3 separate regions of the Zea mays genome follow, and regions 1 and 3 are each linked to region 2. The links are chromatin contacts, called in public Hi-C maps. All regions are on one chromosome and are shown on one strand. The core of a region is the stretch at or near the end of the contact, and the rest is flanking DNA. Distances in the headings are between cores, read along the strand shown. Region 1 holds the start of LOC100285358 (transmembrane emp24 domain-containing protein 10). Region 2 has its middle 79 kb from the start of LOC103638980. Region 3 holds the start of LOC100191523.

Region 1 (2,700 bases), core at 44-2,543, 160 kb before region 2:
ACCACATATACCGAACAATGGTAAATGACTGTTGTCTATGCATGGACTCGCTCTCCAAAAATCTGTGGATCACCTGCTTGGTTGCTTCTAGGAGGTTCCTAGCCTCCTACAGCAAGAAGGTTTGCTTCTGAGTGTTGAGAGCTGTCAAGCCATAAAACCTGATGTCATCTGGTGATCAGTGATCAGGAGCTCCCAGTGTGGTGGCTAGAAAGCTGTAAGCAGGTGCCGAAAGATAATAGGAAAGGTCTTGGTTTAGCAGTTATTCTGATCCCTCGGTCAGACGGTCACTACGGAATGCTCAAGAGTAATCAGCCAGGGCATGTTCAAAGCGATGTCATTCCTCCTGTTGCTGATCCACTAGGCGCTAGGATTTCCTTAGCTTTCGGTATAGTTTGTGTCCCAAGGGCACATGCCCCATGTTGTTTTCTTCTCTGTTCATCAGGTAGTTGTGTTGGCCTGGGCAGGTAGCTGTCCGCGGTTGTTCTGTTTGTTTCTAGTGTTTTTAATTGGTTGTAAACTTGACGCAATTCTTGTTTTAATTAAATATGTGCTCGTGCAAATTTTGAAGGAAAAAAAAAGACCAGCCCATAGACATAACCAAATTATGTCACAAACAAATACAACCAAATTTGTCATATATTCAACTAGATCAACCTTGAGCCTATATAGCTATATCTACCGTCAACTCACTTTAACAAAATCTGGCATTCAATCAAATGCACATATATGAGAAATGAATGCACATTCAATCAAGTGTTGCGCTCGCGCGCCGGCATGCTCGGATTATATACAAGGAGGAGGACGAGGAGCACTCACTTGGACCTGACCCTTCTTGGCGACGGCGCTCCAGTCCCTGGCGGAGACGCCGCTGCGCCAGTCGAACTCGAACGCGACGATGGCGGGCGGGCGGTGATCGGGCGCCCAGAAGCAGGCGAGGTAGTCGCCGGCCTCGGAGGCCGTGAAGGCGAAGTTGCCCGAGTGCACGTTCTCCGCGTAGTGCAGACTGTTGCCGTAGGGCGAGGTGACCCGCAGCGAGATGCGGTGAGAGTCCGGGAGCTGCTGTGGCGACGACGACGAAGAGGCGACGCCGTCGGGGGCCATGACTTGGTACTTCCCGACGGCCATGGCGCCCACCTTGATGTCGTCGGAGATGCACTTGGTGTGGCCCGAACGCAGGTCGAAGCGGAGGGCGCCGGTGGGGGACGCGGTCGCGAGGATGAGCAGGAGGAGAGCCAAGAGGGAACCGGGGACGCGCGCGGCCATGGCGGCTAGATCGAGGGAGCGTTGCGGTGTTGCGTTGGATCGTTGAGGCGAACTGCAGAAGTAAAGACCGCACCAGTACGTATTTTGATCTTTCCTTTTTCTTTGTCAAGAAAACAAATATGTAAAAAAATCTATAGACAGCACTTCGCAACCTGTGGACGTGTCGTCGTGTCGACTCCTCGAAAAATGTACTTGACGTTGGGCTAGCTAAGCCAATTTCTTCTGAAAGCACGTATTTGACGTTGTGGACGTGTTGACAGTTTGCTTAAATATACGTAACAAACACTGTTACAAATTGTTCACCAGATCGAGTTCTCTTTGTTTTATCTATACGTGGTCATGACCATCGTGGCCACTGTCACCGAACTGAGCTTCCTTGACGAGTGAGATGTGTTTTATCCACCGGTCTAGGAACCAAATACTTTCCAAGTAAGGTTATTTCTATCGATGTGAACTGAATGACATAAAAAAATTATAAAAGATTGTGATTTGTTTAGAATTTAAATTTATTTAATTACACCTAATCTATATGATTAAGAGCAAAAACGAACAATCCCTAATAAATACTAGTCTTAGAACTACTACACTTGCGACGTGTTTGGTTCGATGTAATGTAACGGTAAATGATTTCTTCGGGTATTAGATAACGTTACATGTGTTTGTCATGGGTTCTATTGAAATCACGTATATTCGAATCGGATACTGCCGTATACAAAACTCAAACCCTCCAACCCTAGCCGGAATCAATCGTCCGGGTCGGCATCAGTGCCGCGCCACCACCAGGCCAGGCCAGTGCCGCGTCAGTGCTGGATTCAGCTGAAAGCTCTCCTCCTCCTCCTCGAACGCCAGTGCCGCGCCGCCACCAGGCCTCCCTCCTCGGACGCCAGCAGCGGGCGCCAAGTCTTCGTCGTCGTCCAGGTAACAGATCTCTTAAATCTCGAACTAGTGGACTGCGCGATAGACTGCTCGTCGGAGTTCTAGATCCAGTTCATCGGAGTTCTAGATCCAGTTCGTGGGAGTTCTAGATCCAGTGGCAAGGGTGACTCGTCCGTGCTCCCCTTTCCAACCACATGCCGCATCCTAGCAGGCCCCCTCGCCAAGAATGGTAGCTCTTGGCCCTGATCTACCGCTTCTGCCGCTTCTCGATCTGCCGCTTCTGCCGCTTCTCAATCTGAGACGGGCGACCGTCAGGGCCTTGGCCCTGATCTCATGCTCCAGCCACCTGACGCGCTTGGCCTCCCGCTCCATACAGCCCTGGCGCGCTTCGCCTATCATGCTACGGGAAGAGATGAACTGAACACCGTTTCTTTTGCGTTGGTTGCCTGAAAAGAAAAAGAGGATTTGTTGAGAAACAAGAATATGCGGCATCACATTTGACTGTCCAGACAAAATGTGACAGGTCATGACTTTACCTCTTTCTCCCAGTTTATCCGCAGT
Region 2 (2,700 bases), core at 83-2,582:
TAGCGTAAATAATACTGTGGTAGGCATAAAACAAAATAATCGAAAAGAAAACACGAATTGGATGAGGTAGTGGCCGGAGGACGTCGTCGATGACACAAGCACAAATGAAGATCGTCACTCGGGCCGCCCAAATTGCGCCGGATCGGAGGATGTCACGCACGATCATCGCTGCACACACCTCGTGCCTTCCATGACGCCGCTCGCTCGAACCTCATGCGTCGTCGTCGCTACTCGCACATTGAGGGGCGTTGTTTGCTCGCTGGTCTTGAAAGTTCCGCTGCCTCGGGGCCCGGGGGACGCCGCCGCTTGCCCGCACAAGGGCCCTGCTGTCGCTCGTTCTCTGGATTGGGGGGCCGCCGCCACTACTCCGGATCGAGGAATCGCCGCCACCGCTCGTCGAGGTCAGGGAGTCGCGGCCACCGGCTGGGGTTCCACCGTCGCGCACACTTTCGGGCAACTGCCGTCGTCGCAGGCGCCGTCGCTAATAAATCGGTGTGGAGCGTAAAAAGCTGAACCCTAACACTCCGGGTCATGTTTTATAGACGTCCGGACCTGGTCCGGCTCGACCGGTTTGCACCATTCAACCTGAGCTTTCTCTAGTTATTGGAAGCACATGGCTCTTAATATATATATATATATATATATATATATATATATATATATATATATATATATATATATATATATATATATATATATATATATATATATATATATATTTTGCACTTAACCTGTTAACAACATGAACATGGCTGGATAATTGTTGGACTGATTGTCGTGCACATCTAGTTTCTTCCACGGAGGGGTACTCGGACTTGTGAGCGACCCGCGCTGCCACGCACATGCATTCACACACAGAAAGGCATGAAATGGGCCTGTGCGTGGGCCAGCACTCCTTTCTTTTGGACAACTTGCTAGTATCTGATTTGGACGGAATGATTTTTGCTTTCTCTGCTTTCCGAATATTCCAAAACCCGGATGCCATACTGCAATCTGCCAACCTACGTACGTACTAGATTATTATTTAAACACTGCACCTCTTGGGTGAAAAAAAAACAAATAATGTGTGGTCCAATTAGAAAGGGACATGCAGCAAGCTTTTCTTCTTCTTGTGGCGACATGAATAAACGGAACCACCGCGCAATCCTCGACGCTGATTGGAGATGGCATGTATAGCCTTATCAACAACAACGACTACTGCTAATATAGTGGCGAGTAGTAGACTAGTAGCTAGTGCTCGCAGCGTCGTCGTGCAAATTGCAGGATGGATGGTGACACACAACCTGACGATCGAGTTACTAGTGGCTCAGCTGATTAATGATTGCTTTTAGCCAGCCCAGCCCAGCCAGCCCAGAATGATAGTCACTCGTGCACCCATATTCTGATCCGGCTAAGGTCCTGTTCGGTTTCTAGGGATTGAAGATCTGGAATAATTTCTAGCCGGATTACTTCTCTAACTTATATAAATTTTGATGAGTTGGAACGAATCCGAGTTTATTCATATGCAAACGAACAGACCCTAAAGCTTTGCCACCTAGTTAACTTCGTGGCCAGGCCAGGACCCAGTGGATTCGACCTTGCGGCGGCGCTTTTATCTGCAGCAATTCCAGACCTAGCTAGGTCAGCATATGCATGTCGTGTAGCAACAACAGATTGGGCATTCTGCAGTGTGTCCCGACTCCCGAGTGACGCTAAAAATGGAGAATATCTGGGTACCGCTCCTCCCACTGCAGACAGATCGAGGTGGCAATCCGAAAAACGAGAAGCGAGGCAAGTAGACAATCCCAAGTGGCGCTGCTTCCTAGTGAATGTGAAGTCAAGCCAGTAAAAAATATACTCCCATTTGTTTGCATTCAGCTGAAAGACAAAGGAGGCAACAAAAGAAAACGAGGGGAAGCCAATAACAATACTCCCGTATGCAAAAACGAGAGAGAGAGAGAGAGCGGACCATGACACACGCGCGCGAACGCATTGGTATGCCGTTTGGTTCACACACCAGTGACGTAATGGTTAACCCATAACGTTAAATTATGTTTGTTTAAATTTAACCGTAATCGATATCATACTATAAATAGATATCGGCTTATTCAAACTTGTTGTCACCGGTATTCGAGTGTGAATCATTATCATTATCATTTACGTTACATTTTGTGAACCAAACGACACCTTAGATCTATTGAGTCAACACTTACACAAAAAACTAGCCCATTAGAGGTTTGCACCCTCAACCATACAAACCATACTTGACAACCCACAACACACAATGTGTGACTATTTTTAATAATCTTCTCTCACACGTTGTGAGTCGAGATTTGTCTGAGAATGCACTGGGCTAACCTGATTTGATACCAATTCTTGGAACCAGACTGCTGACACATGGTGTGCCCGTCGGGTCGCTCGCACACACATCGCACCCTATCCAAGTCGTCAGACCACGACACATACGCCCAAACGCATAGCAGCAGGCTTTATTTATATTGTGCCAACACTCCCAAAAAGCTTACACCATCAACCATACAAATCATGCTTGACAATCTACATCACACAACGTGGAACTATTCTCAACAGGGACAGGGGGGACAGGGGCAGAGAAAGCAGAAAACCATGGGAAGGTGACAGTAAAAAAAAGCCAACAAGATGTATTGGACCAATGTTACAAGAACTTTTTTTAAAAAAAAAACGAAAGAAACAAGCACGAAA
Region 3 (2,700 bases), core at 177-2,676, 140 kb before region 2:
TAAAGTCTGAAGCCATACTGTACTGTGTACTCCCAACAGCTACTGCAAAGGATATTGTTCATATACCCTGCAGTAGTTATGCTACTCCTATTGGCTATGCTGAAGTAACTGAACTTTGTAGAGACTATTAGCTAGATAAGGACAACACGACAGAGTAATTTTAACTGAATAAGAGCAAGTTCATTGTAGACCCACTACTGTAGCACAGTGACAGGAAGACAACCAATAGTGATAGCAGATGTCCCGTTCTAAAAACAAGTAGAGCTTAAAAGATCGCATGGTATTACCGAAATTCCCCTCTTGGGGAGCTCAGTTTCCATGTAAATCCTTGTTTTCCGGTAGCAATCCGTGGTGGTCACAATGTGCCCACCAGCCGGAACAAGTGCACTGAGCATAGCCACAGCTGCATACATCCCCGATGCCACGAACACTGTGGACTCTGCTTTCTCCAGTGCGCTGCACCATGAGAACACGCAACTGTTTAGCCTCCAGCCAAATGCAACCAACAGGGTGCCGACATTTCCACTATCGAGCATCACCTCATCTTCTTCTCTAATGCCTCCGTGGTCGGGTTCCCATACCTCCCATACTCGAAGCTAGCATGCCTCCCCTCCTAAGGAACAGATAAAACTTAATATTTCGGCGTCAAAACTCACATCCGTCAAATTAGACAAGAGCAAGCACGAATATTCACTACCTTAAAGTCGATTAGCTCTTGCGAGTTGTTGAACCAGTAGGCCGACGTGTTCACTACCGGTGTGGTGATCGCATCCGTGGCGATCCTTCTTCCCAGCCTCTCCCCTGTTTCAGATAAAAAGGCAGCAAAGCCACAAAGGAATCATCGAAAGGGGAAAAAAGCATAGAACCTAGATCTTACAGTAAAGAGACGAGCTAGCAGGGTAGGGTACCCGCGTGGACGGCGAGGCTGGCGTCGGAGCCGAGCAGGTTACGCTCGGCCAAGACGACGGCGGACGGTTGCGCAACCTTAGCGTTGGGAATTGCGCTGACCTCCGCCGCCGCGGAGGCGGCGGCGGCGGCCGATGCAGCCGCGGCGTGGGAGGAGGCCACGCCGCGGGCGCGGCGGCCGCCGCCGCCTAAGTGGGGGCGAGCGGCGGGGCAGTCGGACCACGCGGCGGCGACGATCTGCGCGACGCCGATGTTGCTGCAGTTGCGGCGTGCCTTGGTGCTAAGCTGGCGGACAAAGTTTGGCGGAAAGCGGAGGATGGTAGCAGAGGCCAGGGCGCCACCGGACTCCGTGGAGAAGACAGCCTGCGGGGTGAGCGAGACAGTGGCCATGGAGTAGGAGAAGCTAGGGTTTTGGCGGCGGCGCGGGGAGCGACGCTTCGCTCGATCGGTCGCGGCAGCTTCGGGGAGGTGGCGGTCGCGTGGCCTTCCGAAATGCGGTGCGGCTTATTTGTAGTGGCAAGACCGTCAGAGTGCGTTCATCGCTTCGTGCAGCAGAGGCGCTTATCTACTTCTAAATACTCCACCTCGTTTGGAGCACAGAAGAAATTGAAAACAGTTTTTCTAAATTGTGTTGTTTAGTTGCATAAAATTAAGATTTGGAAATAGAGACTCAATTCTTTAGAATTAGGCTATAACTAGAAACCCCTCTCCTAGTATAAAGTCTCATCTCGGTATTGCGTAAAATTAGACCGCATAACTTCAAACTCCAATTCAACGACATCCAAACAATAGAATTAAAATTACATCTCATTTCAGTATCATACATGATTTGGTATTCAACTCCATCTTCTTCACATCCAAACGGAGCACTAAATAAAAAATTACTAAGATGGTGTTTGTTTAGGATTATAATGTGCCCAGATTATATAATCTATCAAATTTTAAACTTGTTAGTTCAAAATTTGTTGGATTATATATTCTATACATATTATAATTCTAAACAAACACCCTCTAAGGACATGTCTGATTATCCTATAGATTATACTATCTCGTTCTCGAATATTTGTCGTTTGTTAGTTCATTTTTAACTAAAACAGACAAATAAAAAACAAAAGATGGAATATAATCCAACTTAAATAAGTTGAGAAGTAAACAAACAACACAAGATTATTAGGTGTATTATGTAATCTAGATACCTAAATATAATAATCTATAAGCAGGTCAATAAATGCTTATATAATCTATAAGCTGGATTATATAATTCCGGAAGGGAACAAACAAGTCTAAAGGGTGTTTGTTTGGGATTATAATTGTCGGGGACCATAATTAGGGGTACCCCCAAGACTCCTAATCTCAGCTGGTAACCCCCATCAGCACAAAGCTGCGAAGGCCTGATGGGTGCGATTAAGTCAAGGCTCGGTCCACTCAAGGGACACGACCTCGCCTCACCCGAGCCCAGCCTCGGACAAGGGCAGCCGACCCCGGAGGATTCACGTCCTGCCCGAGGGCCCCCTCAAGCAACGGACACACCTTCGGCTCGCCCGAGGCCCAGTCTTCGCCGAGAAGCAACCTTGGCCGGATCGCCACACCGACCGACCGTATCGCAGGAGCATTTAATGCAAGGATGGCCTGACACCTTATCCTGACGCGCGCCCTTCAGTCGACAGAGCCGAAGTGACCGCATTCACTTCGCCGCTCCACTGACCGGCCTGACGAGAAGACAGCGCCGCCTGCGCCACTCCGACTGTTGTGCCACTCGACAGAGAGAGGCTGACAGTAGCCAAGTCCGGCCTC

The links. A called contact is a pair of places that touch in the nucleus more often than the background predicts.
Region 1: a Hi-C map of ear shows a contact between it and region 2, with 2.3 times the contacts expected there. The contact joins the promoter of LOC100285358 here to the enhancer-like site in region 2. A contact is called at or near these places in 3 of 25 Hi-C or Micro-C datasets (bundle sheath, ear and tassel).
Region 3: a Hi-C map of leaf shows a contact between it and region 2, with 6 times the contacts expected there. The contact joins the promoter of LOC100191523 here to the enhancer-like site in region 2. A contact is called at or near these places in 6 of 25 Hi-C or Micro-C datasets (bundle sheath, endosperm, leaf and 1 more) and 1 of 3 datasets of contacts at active chromatin or transcription factors (leaf).

What each region holds. Positions count from the first base shown.
Region 1 is chr9:123,904,203-123,906,902 of Zm-B73-REFERENCE-NAM-5.0, forward strand. LOC100285358 (transmembrane emp24 domain-containing protein 10) reads right to left here and starts at 1,294. Exons shown (of 3, transcript NM_001158250.2): 1 at 817-1,294. The coding sequence starts at 1,263. LOC103638978 reads left to right here and starts at 2,134. Exons shown (of 3, transcript NM_001301589.1): 1 at 2,134-2,181. LOC118473383 (a long non-coding RNA gene) reads right to left here. Exons shown (of 2, transcript XR_004852742.1): 1 at 2,676-2,700; 2 at 1,873-2,585.
Region 2 is chr9:124,064,184-124,066,883 of Zm-B73-REFERENCE-NAM-5.0, forward strand. No RefSeq gene overlaps it. Among protein-coding and RNA genes, the nearest start is that of LOC103638980, 79 kb to the left of the region's middle. Within about 2 kb of position 1,333, at least 17 of the 20 cell types and tissues checked have an H3K27ac peak or open chromatin away from gene starts, as enhancers often do. A contact at or near this core is called in bundle sheath, ear, endosperm and 2 more, where this site is marked.
Region 3 is chr9:123,921,297-123,923,996 of Zm-B73-REFERENCE-NAM-5.0, forward strand. LOC100191523 reads right to left here and starts at 1,427. Exons shown (of 11, transcript NM_001399164.1): 1 at 909-1,427; 2 at 698-801; 3 at 540-613; 4 at 288-456. The coding sequence starts at 1,296.